2 separate regions of the Rattus norvegicus genome follow, and region 1 is linked to region 2. Evidence: chromatin contacts called from public Hi-C data. All regions are on one chromosome and are shown on one strand. Each heading gives the region's core, a stretch centred on a gene start, on an enhancer-like site or on the middle of the called end of the contact. The rest is flanking DNA. Distances are from core to core; before and after follow the strand shown. Region 1 has its middle 36 kb from the start of P2ry2. Region 2 overlaps Arhgef17 (Rho guanine nucleotide exchange factor 17).

Region 1 (7,528 bases), core at 715-3,214, 140 kb before region 2:
CAGAAAAGAATGAAACACTGCTATTTCCGGACTATCTGTGACTTAGATGAAACCCGAATACATTACACTAAGGAGAAAGAGCTAGACACCAAAGAGGGTACGTTGTATAATTCTGATTCTGGTTATGGGAACGATCCAGAACGGACAAGTCCATACAGAGAGAAAGCAGACTGAGGGTTTAGGGTGGGATAGGAGAAATAGAAGAGAGGCCGTTTATGAATGGACACGCACTTTTGTTGAGGAAGATGTTATAAACTGACCGTGGTGCTGACCAGAGAACATTGGAGAACATAGTAAATATCATTGACACACACTTCACCATTTCTATTACTACTAGTATCTTGTACCCTTTCTTGAGACAGGATTTCACCATGTATCACAAAACGGCCTCCAAGTTATTATGTAGCATAGGCTACCATCCAACTTGTGGCAATCCTCCTGACTCAGCCTCCAGACTGTGGGAACCACCATACCTGGTTTACACAGAGTATGTTAAATGCGCAAATTATATGGCACATGATACTTATCAATAAAACACACATGTATGAATAAATCAATGTAATTAAAATACTTTTTGCGAACAATTTCAGTATTAAATTAAACCCCATGCTAGCATTTTTAAATGTCTCGAACACTTTCCTTTGAGCAGCTGTGTATAGTTCACTTGGGCTCTATCATTGGACTTTGATGCTTTCTACTCATTCCTTTGTTTCAAAACATTTCAAACACAAGGGAAATGAGCAGCACAAGGAGGCCTGCATCCATCTCTCTCTTCAACAGTGACCAGCACAACTCTTGCTTTTACAAGCATTGATTCAATAAACATTCTTGGGCAGAAGTTTTTGCCCACATTGCATGCTGTTTCCTTCCAATTGATACTGAATTCAGCTCATCTTAAATCATTTCCTCGAGCCTTCACAATGCCCTTATAAATGGTGTGATGATTCAGATCTGGCTTTGCCCTTGAGGAGCTCCTAGTCTGGTATGGGAGAGGGACACTGCATTGGAGTGACCAGTGGGGACAGAGGCTGTGTAACTGGAAGGAGCAGGGCTCTATTACCCAGGAGGGTCCTGGTGTAGAGGAATTGCCCCCATCCCGGGAGACTAACCTAGGTTCGCCAGCTCTGCGTTTCCTCCTTTATGCCACAGGGTGGCGCCAAAGTTATCTTTTCACCTTTCTCTGGGTGACCTTGTCTTGGTGATGGTCTCCTCGTAGCCCCAGACTTCTCATATGGTAAATGAAGAAGATAGATTCGGTGAATTCTCTGAAATCTAGACTCCCGATGAGGATCAGCTTTCTGCAGGAGGCTAGAGGCTCCACAGCACGTGCTTGGAGGGGGCTCGAGGATCCCCAGATCCCCAGAGAGAGCTCGAGGATCCACAGAGCGCCTCGATTCTGTCCCAGGAGAAGCTAATGGCCCCTTTGCCCTGTCCACTTTCTACAGAGGCCCATAGGAGCAGCTCTTTATTCTAGCAGCACACGTCTATGGAAGGCACGCTGGGGAGGAGAGTGGGTGGGGATCCACCTGGCGAAGCTGTTCTTCAGGAGTTACCGAGTGAGGACAGCTTAAGGAACGTGTCCTCGATTCAGGAACAAAGTTATGACTGTAGGTGGAGGAAGTGAACGTGAGTCACCGTAGACTTCCAGAGGCCAGGCCTGACATCCGGCCCAGCCTAGTGGAGTTTAGGTCCCCAAGGGCATTAGCCTATTGGGCACTAGGAGGATGATTCTCGTATAGCTGAGGGCGCTTTGACAAAGAAGGTGGGGTAGAGTATGGGAGGTGGGGTGGGGTGTGAGAGATGGAAGGTGTTTACTTTCCAGAGGGCTTTTGTAGTAAACTAGGCCCACTAGTTTGACTGCCTCTTCAGCCTGGGCCAAGCGGGAAGAGCCAGGGGTGGGATGAGGGGTGGGCGGAGCCGGATGCTATCTGTCAGGGTTGGTTCCCAGAGACCTCTCTAGGCTGTGACCTAGCGCCTCTCCTCGGTCCTCTCCAGACTTCTACTTAACCCTGTCACTCCCAAGTCACCAGGGGAAGGCAAGGCCCCGCTCACACATCCTGAGGGCCTACTGTGTGCCAGGCAGGCCTGGAGTGGAACTCTTCTTGAATTCAAACTTCCTCCTCACTTCACAGAGGAGGAAGCAGAAGCTGGCCAGCAGAGGGAAGCCTCATGCCCGAACTTGTCACCTTACCTTTCCCCACCCTCGCAGCTTGATTTCTGAATCACAGTGCATGACCTTAACCCATCCTCCCAGGCCTGCCTCTGCTTCCCTCCTGCACTCCCCAAGGCCATCTAACTGTGCAGTGCTCTCAAGGTCACCCTCAGGAGTTGGGTGTGCTGATGGACGCAGGCACAAGTGGAGGTCCCAGCCCTGTCTGCTGCTGATTTGCTGTGTGACCTTGAGCAAGTCCCTTAAATCTCTGAGCTTCAGTTTTGTCTATTCATTGGAGTTGTTAAGGGAATCAAATAAGATATCAAGAGTAGTCGAGGGGGGCAAGAAGGGGAGTGGGGGGATGGGATGGGGGGGACATAAGGGGATGGAAAGGGGGTTGGATGGGGAGAGGAACATCATTATAGAAGAAGGGTAGGGGGATGGAATAGGGGGCTTATGTCCGGGAAACCAGGAAAGGGAATAACATTTGAAATGTAAATTTAAAAATGTAAATTTAAAAACAAACAAACAAACAAAAGAGTAGTTGAGCGTTGTCTATAATCCAGCACTCAGGAGACCAACGTGAGAGGACTGTGAGATCTTGCCTCACAAAACCAAAACCCATATAAAAAAAAAAAAAAAGAAAAAGAAAAAGAAAAAATGTTTAACATTCTCAATGCCTTATCCGGGCATTGTGCTCAATAGAGATTAGACTTTGTTTAATTTTTCTCCCCTCTCCTTTCTCCTCCTTCTTTGCCGTCATTGTTATTTTGTTTTGCTTTGTTTTTTGTTTTATTTAGGGTGTTGTTGTTGTTTTTCAAGACAGGGTTTCTCTATGTAACCCTGGCTGCCCTGGGCGTGTGTGTGTGTGTGTGTGTGTGTGTGTGTGTGTGTGTGTGTGTGTGTGTGTTGGGGGGTTGTGAACGTGTGCTTTCATGCCCAGCAGAATCTGCATTTTCACAAGCCCCTCAAAGCCCTCAGGCAGACAAGGGTGGGGCTGCTACCCTGGGTGGAGAAAAGGCCCTGACTTTGGGACTGGTCACTGGTGTCTCCAATCTACTCCCAAGGGAAGCTTATCTAGTCCTCCTACACTCCTGGAGTTGGTACTTAGGTTTGTGGTTATCTAATTCAGCCTTGAGGGGACAGGTCGGTCCCCTTAACCCTGTCCCAGGAGAATATAAACAGCAACGCTCCTCCCTGGTGCCTCCCAAAGCTCTAAAAGGCTGGTGGCTGGCACCCAACTCAGAGCCCAAGGAGCTGGCCCCCTTGTCCTCCAAGCTCCTTTGACCTGTGCCTATAGGAAGCTGTGACTCTCGGCTCCCTGCATGGCGCCAAGTCCCTGCTGAGACTTTGGCTGGTCTCTCCACTTGCGCTGGGTGAGGACTCCATTCCTGGCACTGTGGGAGTCTACAGCTGGGGCCAGCTCCTGCTCCCTTTGCCTTGGAGCTAATTTTAGGGCCTCCTAGTCCATCATCTCAGCTCAGCCCCTGGGTCAGTTCCCAGCCTCTCAGTGGTGAGGTCAGTTGGGGTCTTGGAGGAGTGAGAAGGCCAGACCCAGCTTTGGTTCCAGAGGTGAAATTAGAATCCTTGTCCCCCATCCAGCTTCTCCCACCACTGCTTGGGAAGTCACCCTCAGAGCTAACTGGCAGGATATGACAAGAGTCATCCTTCCCCAGCCTGGTACATGCTCAGCCTCTCTGCAGAGACAAATGAACCATGTTTTAAAGTTAGAGAGAGCAGAGAGGACGGAACAAAGATGCCTGGGAGACTGGATGCCTCAATACTCATCTGCAGAACCCGAGAGACAGTCATGGCAGAGTTAGCACAAAAACTCAGGCCTCCCCAGCTGGGCTCTAGATCCTATGACCTGTGAATGACCATGTAGAATGACAGAGAGGGGGAGGCCCTTTCAGGGGTCCAACAAATGCCAGTTTCTTTCCTTTCTTTCTTAGGATTCTGCTTGTGACAGTGTCACATGACCTTGAACTCGCTATGTAGCCAAGCGTGACCTAAACCCCTGATCCTTCTCTTTCTACCTCCTGAATAGGTGTGTACCATCATGCCTTGCTTTGGAGGGGGGTGTAGGTATGGAGATTGGGAGACACAGGGCTCATGTAGCCCATGGGTGCCACCAACTCACTATGTGGCAGAGGCCGGCTTTGAACTCCTGATCTTCCTGAGTCTGCCTCAAGTGCTGGGATACAGGGATGGATCACCATGTTCAGTTACATGAAGTGCTGGGATTGAACTTTTGGGATTGGGCTTTTTGTGCAAGCTAAGCAAGGACTCTACCAACTGAGATATATCCTCAGCACCTCTGTCTTTTTGAGGGAAGGGGTTATTACTTTGTAGCCGAGGCTAGCCTTTGGATTTGCTACAATTCTGCACTGGCCTTCTGAGTGCTAGGCCTTGTACCTGTTAGGCAACTGCTACATCTCCAGCCCTCTCCTACGCAATAGGTATAAGGAACACGATCCCAAGATATATGGAAGGGGCAAAGGAGGTGAGAGGGGTTTAAAGACTGTTGGGGACTCAGCATACAGTGTGCCCACCCGGGGGATATGGTCTCTGTCAGCTGGGGCCTTCCTTGTAGAACCTCAAGCTCGCCCTCCCCGACCTCCAACCATCCCTACCCTGCTCCCTCTTGACCATGCTGCCTAGGAAAAGTAACTTGAGGCCGACCTAAGCAGTGGGCAAGGAGCTGTAAGCAGGGCTCAGAAGGAAGCTGTGGGACACACCCCCACCTCCTCACCAGCCTTTGCCCCTTCTGTCTCTGGACTGTTACTCCTTCTGGGTCCTTCCCACCCCCTCAGCTCTTCCCATGATCTCAGCTGGTCTCCAGTTGGCTCTTTCTTGGAGGGCTGACTGAGCATGATGCTAATTGTCAGGCTGCTGGCCAACGAGCTGCAGTTTAGTCTTCTGGAGTCTTCTCTCTCCTAGTAACCGAGGAACCCCTGAAACAATAGACTCAAAATCTTACATCTGAACCCCCAACTTCACATCTGTGAGCATCACCCAAGCTAGATGGGTCCCTCTCTGGGCCCCAGCTGCCTCATCTCTGCTCATTCTGGTTCCTAGAAGTCCTCTGTGGGCTGTGCCTGCCCTGTGGCCCTGCTGGTGCCCAGGCTCTGGCTGCAGGGGCCGTAAGAGGGAGGACCTGTGTGTGTTTGGCTGGCACTCAAGACAGATCCATCTTAAATTGTTTTGAAACAAAAAATTATAACCACCCTGACAAAATTGAAGATATTCTAAGAGACTTTTCTCCTTGACTATTGTGCTTATGGATCCAGGACCTTAGAATTTTTCTGGGAGAAGGAAAAACATGAGATTTAGTGTCTCCCAGTAAGAGATTTCACACCGTTCTGACAATTTGTTAGACCACTATGCAGGAAGGACAGAGTGTATCCCAAGCAATGATGGCCAGGACCTCAACTTGTCCAGAATTAATAGAGCTCTGCAAACCCACATCCCTCTGTGTAAGTCCAAACCTCATGTCGGGATCCTGAGGATCAACTTGGGCTTCACAGGATCTCTGGGCTCATCTTTCGATTGTGACCTCCTTACTCTGTTTTACTAATACTTGTCTGTTTAACCGGCTTGTTGAAGGTAGAAGGCTGATGAGGAACCATTGTGAACACACACACACACACACACACACACACACACACACACACACACCTTATTTACCCAGATCACTCCCAAAGAGGACTCTCCAAATGGTTGAAATCTAAAGATAAGAGGCCTTGTGGAGCAGGTTCTGCGGTGAGCCAAGGCTGACAATGAGTTGGTCCATAGTCATTGGATAGACAGGTGAGGTGAGCTGAGGCCACAGAGCGCAGGTCAGGCAGGGCCTCTGATGCCAGGCAAACAGATAACATGGGCAATGGTGAGACATGGAAGGGTTTTGCACAAAGACATGACAGCATTGGGATCCACCTCTGGCTGCTGCATAGAGTATGGATTGAAGGCGAACGGAGGAGAATGGAGGGGCCGTCTGCTTTCCAAGTTCAAGTGCAAGAGATGAATCACGAATGTGGACATGGCTGTGGGAAATGAAAAGTGCACAGTTCCGGGACACTGAGAGCAGTGGGCAAAATTCACAGAAGATTGGATGGGCACCCGAGAAGTGAGAAAAGGCTTGGCTGTTCCTGATCCAGGCAGCCAGCTGGGTGATGTCCTCACTGAGGAGTAGGGTGGAAAGATGAAGAGTGAGCTTTGGCTTCATCATGAGAGAATGTGTCTATCATTTATCATAGTGTGTGTGTATGTGTGTGTGTGCACGCACACGCACGTGTGCGCACTCGTGCACATGCATGTATGCCACGGTACTCATGTATAGGTCCAAGGACAACCCATGGGAGTTGGGTCTTATTTCTCACCAAGTCACTCCAGGGGATTGGATTTGGGTTATTAGGCTTACCAACCTTTATCAGTTACGCCATCTCACTGGCTTGGGAAAAGATATTTAAAGGAGGTACCTGGACTGGGTCTCAAGATAGACAGGGAGCCAACTAAGGCCCTAGGGAATCATGGGGCATGCTCAACCTTGGTTTGACAAAGACAAAGAGAGGCTTGAGACCCCTGGAAAAGGGAGCCCTAACCCAGAGTATGGAAGGAGTGCCTAACGTCAACCCCAGGGCATGAAGAGGAGGGGAGCCATTGGAGAACTAAGCTGGAGAGCTTAGACTCTAGGTCATCTGGTGCAGAGGCACACTGAGCAAACAAGAAAGCATGTGTCGGGGCAAGGAGTGGGCCTTTAGCTCCTGGCACAGTACTCTGCCCTTGGCCGGCCTGGCTGGAAGGAGGCAGATCACTGTTGCTCTGGTGTCGGGCTCCATCGCCATGCCCAGGTGTGTCTGCATCTCTGTGGTCCCACAAGTTGAAATCCTCCTTGCACCAACTATGCCGGTGCCCTGCTCCTGACTCTGAAAGCTGGGCCAGCAAAGTGATTCAAGCAATGTGTGCATCAACGCATGTGCACTCAGGGGTGTGGCTCGTCAAACGTTCACAGGCCCTTGAGCTCGATCCCCAGTACTGCACAAACTAGGTACTGTAGTATGCACCGTAATTCCAGCATTCGGGAGTCGTAGAAAGAAATATTGCCTTGGAGTTTGAAGCCAGCCTAGGTTACACAATAAAACCCTGTCTCGATAAAACAAAGCAAAACAAATAAACAAATGCAAACATCATAAATCTACAAAAGAAATTTGGAATAATTACCGGTGTTGATAGGAACGTAGGGGAGAGGACACGGGGAAAAGAATAATCAGAACGCATTGTTTGCATGTGCGAAACTAACAAATAACAAACTAAGCAATAGCAGGGTAAGAAAAGGGCTGGAGAGATGACTCAGTTGAGAACACTGGATGCTCTTCC
Region 2 (7,576 bases), core at 3,191-5,690:
ATCCAGGAATGGCAAGGGTTACCAGGGTGTCTCAGGACAGTTCTCCAGTTTTGAGGTGTTCTTTTGCCCCACCATCAACAGGCACCCTCATCCTTGGGGTAAAGATATGGGGATGGCAGAGTGCGGACAGGTCTCAGAAGCTAACTAACCCTGCCACTGCTGTGGACTTGGCTTTTAATTTCTAGTGAGTCCTTGTTCCTTGGTGTCCCTAGCTATCTATCAAAGGGCACAATTGGCCTCGCCCTGACTGTCTCCCTGATCCATCAGTTAGAATAGAAAAGGGAGATCCTGGGAACCGTTCCTCACAGCCTCTATAGATGGGGATACTGAGGCCATGGAGGGGCTTTGGATTGCCATCCCCTGCTTCTGGGCTTCTGGACCTTCTTCCCTGCCCCCAGCGTGGCCTATACCAACTCCCCACCCCCACTCCAGGGCCCCAGTGGTCAAATTCCAGGGCTGCCATTGCCATGGCAACACCAGCTCACAAGGCCTCTCCTCTGGGGTTTTCCACAAGGCCCTTGTCCAGGGAGGAGGCAGAAGGGCCTCCCACCCTTAGGGACTAGGGAGTCAGGAGAAGGCTGGGGAGGACGTTAGGCCCAGCTGGTTTCTCATTTGTTTTCCAAACAAGAAAATGAAGGCCGATAGTACTGCCAGCAAATGGTTCTGTGTTGAGGCACAGAGTGGGAGGGACAGAGGTGACCATCTAGGCAGGGGCCTTGGAGCCACTGAGAAAGCCTCCTCCAACCTTACTTGGGGAGTCACCACCATAGAAAAAACCCAGACCAAAAGGTTTTGGAATGGTAGGTGGAGGAATCCTCCAGATCCCAGGCATCCATTGGCCCTGGCAGTCTGAGCTGGTGCCCAGAGACTGGAGGCTCCAGCACATGTGGCCCTTCTTCTGTAGGGCAAGATGTTCCCAGAGTACCAGTGAGGGGCGACTGAGCTCTTCAGTTCTGGGGTGTACGAGCAAGGACTGCCAGGGCCTATCTTGGAGGAGGCTGAACTAGTGGTTCTTAGACACATGCCTTCCAAGAGTCTCTTAGAGCCTTCTTCCTGGGGTAATGATTCAGCCTCATTTATAGCAGCCAGTATTTGTGGAGTGCCCTCTCGATTCCTGGTACTGTGCTAAATAAGTGCTTTCTACTCTCTGCGTTATAGATGAGAAAATCGAGGTACAGATTGGTCTTTCCGAGTCAGTCAGCCATCAAGAGTGTCCCTGGCTGTTTCCTCTTCTGCCCTGTCCCCATGCCTTGGCCCTGCCCACCGTTGACATTCCGGTGACTTCCAGGTGTGCACCTCCCCCCATCTGTACATGGAGACAATAGTTATGTTGGCATGAGCGCCTCTTGCTTTCATTGGATAACACAGTGGACTCCTTCTTTGTAACATTTCAGAGATCTTCATAAGGGCTATGACTCAGGCACCCTCCCTGTGGTTGGAATTGAAGCAGGCCGTGTGGGTAGAGTCCATGTGCTGAGAGCCCAGGCTGGCACTCTGGACAGATGTAACTGTCCTAACTCTTTTCTTTTACCCAGGGTCCCCTGGGGCTGGAGTCCTGTCTGCTTGAGAAATCTTGAGTGCTGCCTTGTCCTCTGTGACACAAGGTAATAATAGGGCCCACCTAGGAGCTTATTTTGAGGTTAAAGCTAACACCTGTGAGGTGCTTAGTCAGCAGAGAGTGGAATCCCTCCATAGACGGACCTGCTATTTTTAGGTCTTCGCTGTCTTCCTGTCCTGGGGCTCTGTAAAGTTAAGTGATTGGTCCCAGCCGCTTAGTGGTCAGTGGCAGAGGGAGGATTTGGTCTAGCCCACTGCCTAGGCTTGAGAACTCAGCAGGTTATGACTTGTGCAGAGACTCAGTGCTGTCGCTGAGTGGCTATGAAGTCTTAGGAGATTTACTGCTATGGCGTTCTGTAAACTCTATGGTACCGAGTCAACAACGGTGCCACTTACTGTTGACAGCTACAAGTCGAGAGATTCTGAGGACCCAAAGCTAAAGTTTCAGGAGTGGCCATCTGAGCTGTCAGGCTGCCTTCCTAAAGGTGGACTTTGGTCCTGGGACGTGGGGAGCAACCCCTCTGTCTGACACTGGTTGGCCTTCAGAGAAGCATCTTCTAGGAGCTTCTCTTTTAGTTGATGGGAAAAGCACAGAAAGGCCTAGAAGCACAAGCTGCTGGTGGTCGGGCAGAGGCAGAGATCATGCCTGCCAGTGTGGTCCAGGCCTAGTGGTGGCCCTTGGCTTGTGGGATCTCTGAGCCATGACTGGGTAGGAAACTGAGCAAGTTGGCCTGCTGTAATGACAGAAACTTCTGTGGGGTCCGGGCTGAGCCAGACACGCCAGGGTTAATGTAACCGGTCGGTAACAGTATTCCCTGGAGTGCATGGTCTGAGTCAGGTGAGGCCACAGTACATCCTAGCTTCCTGGGTATTTCTGGCCAAGAGAAGAGACCCTAAAACCCTGAGGCCCTAATGGGTCATGGTGGCACACGCCTTTAATCCCAGGAGACAGAGGCAGGCAGACCTCTGAGTTCAAGGCCAGCCTGGTCTACAGAGGCTAGTACCAGGACAGCCAGGGCCACACAAAGAAACCCTGTCTCTAAAAAAAACGAACAACAAAAACCAAAACCCTGAGGTCCCGAGACACTATTGGGAAGCAATACCATACGTCCAGCAGAAAGGAATGGCCCCAGCTGAGCCATAGGAGCACACACACCTTTAATCCTGGCACTTGGAAGGCAGAGGCAAGCAGAACTCTGTGAGAACTGGTCTACAAAGTGAGTTTGTAGACAAGGCTACACAGAGAAACCCTGTCTCAACAAAAACCAAAACCAGGAAACAAAGAGAGAGAAGGGTGTCAGTGTGGGGACCAGTCCCTCTGCCCTTTCAGGGAGTTGGTCATAGACATAGTGGCCTCGCTGTGCCTTTTCATCCCTCTGATACCTGCAGCCTTTGTCTCTGCTCATTCACACCTGTGTGCTGAGTGAATGCACTATGGGAACTGGGCTCTAGGCCTTGGTGGTGCCTCCTCCATCCGTCTGGAGCTTCCAGATCTTGTTACTGTCCTCTGGTGCCCTAGGGAGCATCCTAGACTGGCACCTCATAGTTCTCTGGCATGATAAAAAGGAAGGACTGCTTTGGGAGCCATGACCGTCCGGACAGTCAGTGCCTACCCTGGTCTGAGGTGAGGTGGCTGAGGGAGAAGATTTAAAGTTCCCTGGAAAAAGTGGAGCATAGTTTAAATGGGACCCAGCCAAGAGCCCATGGGTACAGGACCCAGTGCTGAGGAGGGAGAGACTGGCTGCACACTGGATCGGGAGGGCACAGCAGCAGCCGGAAGTCATCCACCTCATTTCCCTGGGCCTTTGGTAGCCTGAGCAGAAGGGTTTCTGGCATTGTCTAATTAGGGAAGATGGTCTCTTTTGGCTGTGGGGCTTTGAGAGTCCCTAGGATTTATACACAGCCCAGTCAGGCCCTGTTCTTTACTCCCTGGGGCTCTGGCCTGAGGCCTGCTTGGCCTTTCCCAGGGTGCCTGGCTCATGGCCCAATGAATCATCTTCCGCCCTACAGGCAAGACACCCCATCTCTATCAACAGTGTACAAATGGACCCCCCCCCCCATATGTGCCTGTCTGAAGGAAGGAGGGAATTGGAGGGGCTGGAATCAAACCGGAGAAACTTCCGTTCCCACGACCCTTCACCCCAGCCTCCCTCCGTGCTACTAAAATGAGTGGAGATGGGAGGCAGCCATTCTTTCTAGAGCAGCCACTGAGCTGTAGTTCTAGCATGTTCCAGGTAGGGAAATAGACGCTGGGGAAAAGGTATTTACAGCTAGATGAAGGAGTGGTTGAAGTTCATGTGGGGCCCTGGCTGGCCTGGGTAGCATTCTGAACAAGGTTTGGAAAGTTGAATGATTTTTTTAGAGCTCTTAGGGGAAGTCTCCTGGAGGTCATCACATCCTGGGGTTCTAAACCAAGGCAGTGCACAGACATGCGTGCAGGTCTGGAGGTACACCCTAGGAGCCCCTAAAATACAAACTTACCAGATTTATTAGCAAGTGCTACTCCTACCTCCACGGCCTCACAGGCGGTCATGACTGGCTCCTGACCTGTAAAATGGTGGGTACAGGGGAGAAATGGGCAGAGAAGGCTGAGTTCAGAATGGACTGGCTCCTCAGATGCTTCTTACATCGGCTTAGGTCCGATGTACCCTCCAGCCTCCACTCCTGCTTCTACTATCTGGGATAAGAAACTTTTCCTTCAAAGTCTAGAAGGCTCAGCTGTATCTGCTTGAAACTGAAGGGGGTGGAGTGACAGAAAACGAAAAAAAGGGGGGGGGGGAACCCACACATTAAAAAGAAAAATCATGGCAGTTAAATTCAAACCACATGCTCTACAACCCCAGCCTGCAGATCTCTGCTGCCACCTAGGAGTATTTGGTGGAAGTGCAGTCCTGGTGCCCCAGCTTCTCCACTTGGGCTTCTCAGCCAAGCCTTTCTCCCAGTCTGATCTCTCTAGTGGGGAATTTAGAACCCTCTTGAGCTTTCCCACCTCCTTCATCTGTTAACAGAAGGGGAAACTAAGTCACAGAGCAATAAGGGCAGTCAGTAGATATATGTTATGTACCCAGTGTGTGTCTATTTGATACTAATTCCTGTTTTTATTATTCTTGTAGTCCTGAGGCAGGCAGACATTGAGACCTCCCTTCTATCTCCATCTTAGCCATCCAGGAAAATGAATACAGCTGTCACCCCCACTTCCTAATTCAGGGTGTCCTGGGTTTGGCCTAACTTCTTGATAATGTGCTCTGTGATCTGGCGAAGTCATATGGCTCTGAGGTGCCATTTACTTGGGGTTAGATCCAAGCTTGGGTCATTCCACTGAAGTTCTCAGCACACATCTGTGGGAACTGGGGTCTTTCCTAGACCTTGGTGCTTCTGGAAAATCAGAGAGGTGCTCCTAGATTCTGTGGCTGTCTTGGCAAGGTATAGATCTGTAGCATGTTGAAGAAGGATGGTCTGGGGAATTATCACAGGGCATTCAAGAACAGTGTGAGCTACGGAGAAAAACTGTACCCCAATTCCCCATTGAGGACCTGGCACTGTATGCTATACCCTGGGCTCTGGGATGCGCCAGGAGTTCCAGGCCAAGAGATGGGCAAGCCAGATTTAGCCATCAGAAGGCAGCCTGATTTCCCCAGCCTGGGGATGGAGGGCTACATCTTGCTTCTCTTACAGCCAGTAGATCTCTGATTTTTTTACTACTGCTCATGCTGGGGTCCCAGCCTGACCCCTGTGGGCCAACAGATAAAATGAGGGTTCATGCAGAAATCATCCCGGTTTCATTTTTCTGTCAGTATAGCAAGAGCTCTGGGTTCAAGCACGGCCTCCTACTGTCTGCAGGGCCTGGCGTCCTTGTCTGCTTCCCTGGGCCTCTGTCTCCTTTTCACTGTGAGTTTCATGGTGGTCAGGTGGTGCCTGCACTAGACTGGTTCTTGTCAGACTTAGCAGTTAACACTGATGTTTGGCTGGGGCCCCATCAGAGCTGTCAGTTGGAATACCTATACGTGGCATGTGGCCCGGCTTCCGCCCAACACGTAGGCCGAGTTTTATGAGTAAGCAGACTGCCAGGTCTCATGGCACAAGCCCCAGGTACTGAGGAGGCTGAGGTAGGAAAGTTCAGGGCCTGCCACAGGTAGATTAAGGATAACTTGGCCAACTTAGTGAGATCCCATGTAAAAGTTAGAAATACTGTTTTTAATGTCGAGAGCAAGCCAGGTGTGGTGACTCTCGCCTTTAGTTAGTCCCAGCACTTGCTAAACAGAGGCAGGAGGATTTTTGTAAATTATAGGCTAGCCAGAGCCACATAGTGAGACCATCTCTCAAAAACTAAATGAGGGCTGGAGGGATGGCTCAGCGGTTAAGAGCACTGACTGCTCTTCCAGAGGTCATGAGTTCAATTCCCAGCAACCACATGGTGGCTCATGACCATCTGTAATGAAATCTGGTGCTCTCTTCTGGCCTGCAGTCACATATGCAGGCAGAATGCTGTACATAAAATAAATAAATCTTTAAAAAAACAAACAAACAAACAAAAAACCTAAATAAACAGGCAGTTTAGCACTTGTTTCCCTTGCAGAGGACTTGGGTTTGAGTTCCAACACTGTAGCTCACAACACCTACAACTCTAGTTCCAGGGGATCCGACACCCTCTTCTGGCATCCAAGAGCACCAAGCACGCATGTGGTGCACATACAAACCTGCAGGCAACACACACACAGGAAATCTAAATCTTTTTGAATAAATTAAAAACAAACAGAAGAACAGCTCGATGCTAGCTTGGTGTGTGAGAAGCCCTGGGTTCAATCCCTGACACCACAAAAGGGGGTTGGTGGTAGAAGAAGCCAGAAGAGCAGGTTTTCAGTGTCATGTGACTTCACTTCTGCCAGTGTTGTGTGTCTAACAAAGGTCCACCTAGGCTGAAGGGGAGGGCCCTGGGCCTCATCCTGTATGAGAGGACAGAATGTCAGATGGACGATTTTGTAGACACTAGCTTTGACAGATTTCACCTGACACATCAACCTAGGGTAACTGCGAGGAGAGGAGACAGTAATGGGAAGGACTCAGTCCATGTCTAATGTAATAAAGACTTTGTAATCGAGGGCTAGCCAGAGCGCTTCTGTTTTCTGTTTGTGATTATTGTGACTGTAGCTGGTTTTGATCGTTATTGAGAGACCTTTGAGTTTCTTTTTTTTTTTTTAAAGATTTTATTTATTATTATATATAAGTACACTGTAGCTGTCTTCAGACACACCAGAGGAGGGTATCAGATCTCATTACAAATGGTTGTTAACCACCATGTGGTTGCTGGGATTTGAACTCAGGACCTCTGGAAGAGCAGTCGGTGCTCTTAACCACTGAGCCATCTCTGCCTTGAGTTTTTAACCTCTGCCTAGAATCACAAGGTTGGTTACCGCCGACTGCTGTGTAGTCATGGTTACAGATAACCAAGGAGCTGCACAGATGGGACATACTTCATGCCCCTCATCATCCTGTCTCCGGCTGCACTCAGGACTCTGCCTCTGAAGCAGGAAGGTGCTTCAGTTGCTTAGGTCCCAGAGCTCTCCCTCCAATCCTCAGAGCTCATTCTCCAGTGGCAGAGCTCCACCCGGGGCAGCCAGTCCCCAGAGATCTCTGTGGCTTGGACATTTCCCTTCCAGGCCTGGGAACTGAGAAACCTTAAGAAGTCTCTCCTTCCAGAACGGAGGGTCTCCTGAGAGCAGGAAGTGATCTAGCGAAACACGGGGAGTGGTTGGTGATGGAAGGGGTGGCGGGAAGCAGGGGCCCCAGGAAATGAAGTGTCTCACCCAGCCCACACACTAAGGGGCACAGTGAGGATTTGAACCTGAAATACATGGCCCCGTTTCCATCTTGGTCTTCATACCATGAAATCCTTGTGTAACTTTTGTCTCCTTGATGATGATCCGAGGAGGCAGCCACTGGGGAAAGAGATGGCCTATTAGGCTGGACTATGTGGTACCAACTCCACTTTCCTGGATGTGGATGGTGCAGGGGTGCCACA

The links. A called contact is a pair of places that touch in the nucleus more often than the background predicts.
Region 1: a contact with region 2 is called in a Hi-C map of mammary epithelial cells, with 3 times the contacts expected there. The contact joins two enhancer-like sites. A contact is called at or near these places in 4 of 12 Hi-C or Micro-C datasets (Schwann cells, kidney, mammary epithelial cells and 1 more).

The regions. Positions count from the first base shown.
Region 1 is chr1:164,811,872-164,819,399 of GRCr8, reverse strand. It overlaps a transcript of Fchsd2 not described here. Among named protein-coding and RNA genes, the nearest start is that of P2ry2, 36 kb to the right of the region's middle. Within about 2 kb of position 1,964, at least 19 of the 93 cell types and tissues checked have an H3K27ac peak or open chromatin away from gene starts, as enhancers often do.
Region 2 is chr1:164,675,230-164,682,805 of GRCr8, reverse strand. The region is part of intron 1 of Arhgef17 (Rho guanine nucleotide exchange factor 17); the gene reads left to right. Among named protein-coding and RNA genes, the nearest start is that of Mir3102, 23 kb to the right of the region's middle. Within about 2 kb of position 4,440, at least 24 of the 93 cell types and tissues checked have an H3K27ac peak or open chromatin away from gene starts, as enhancers often do.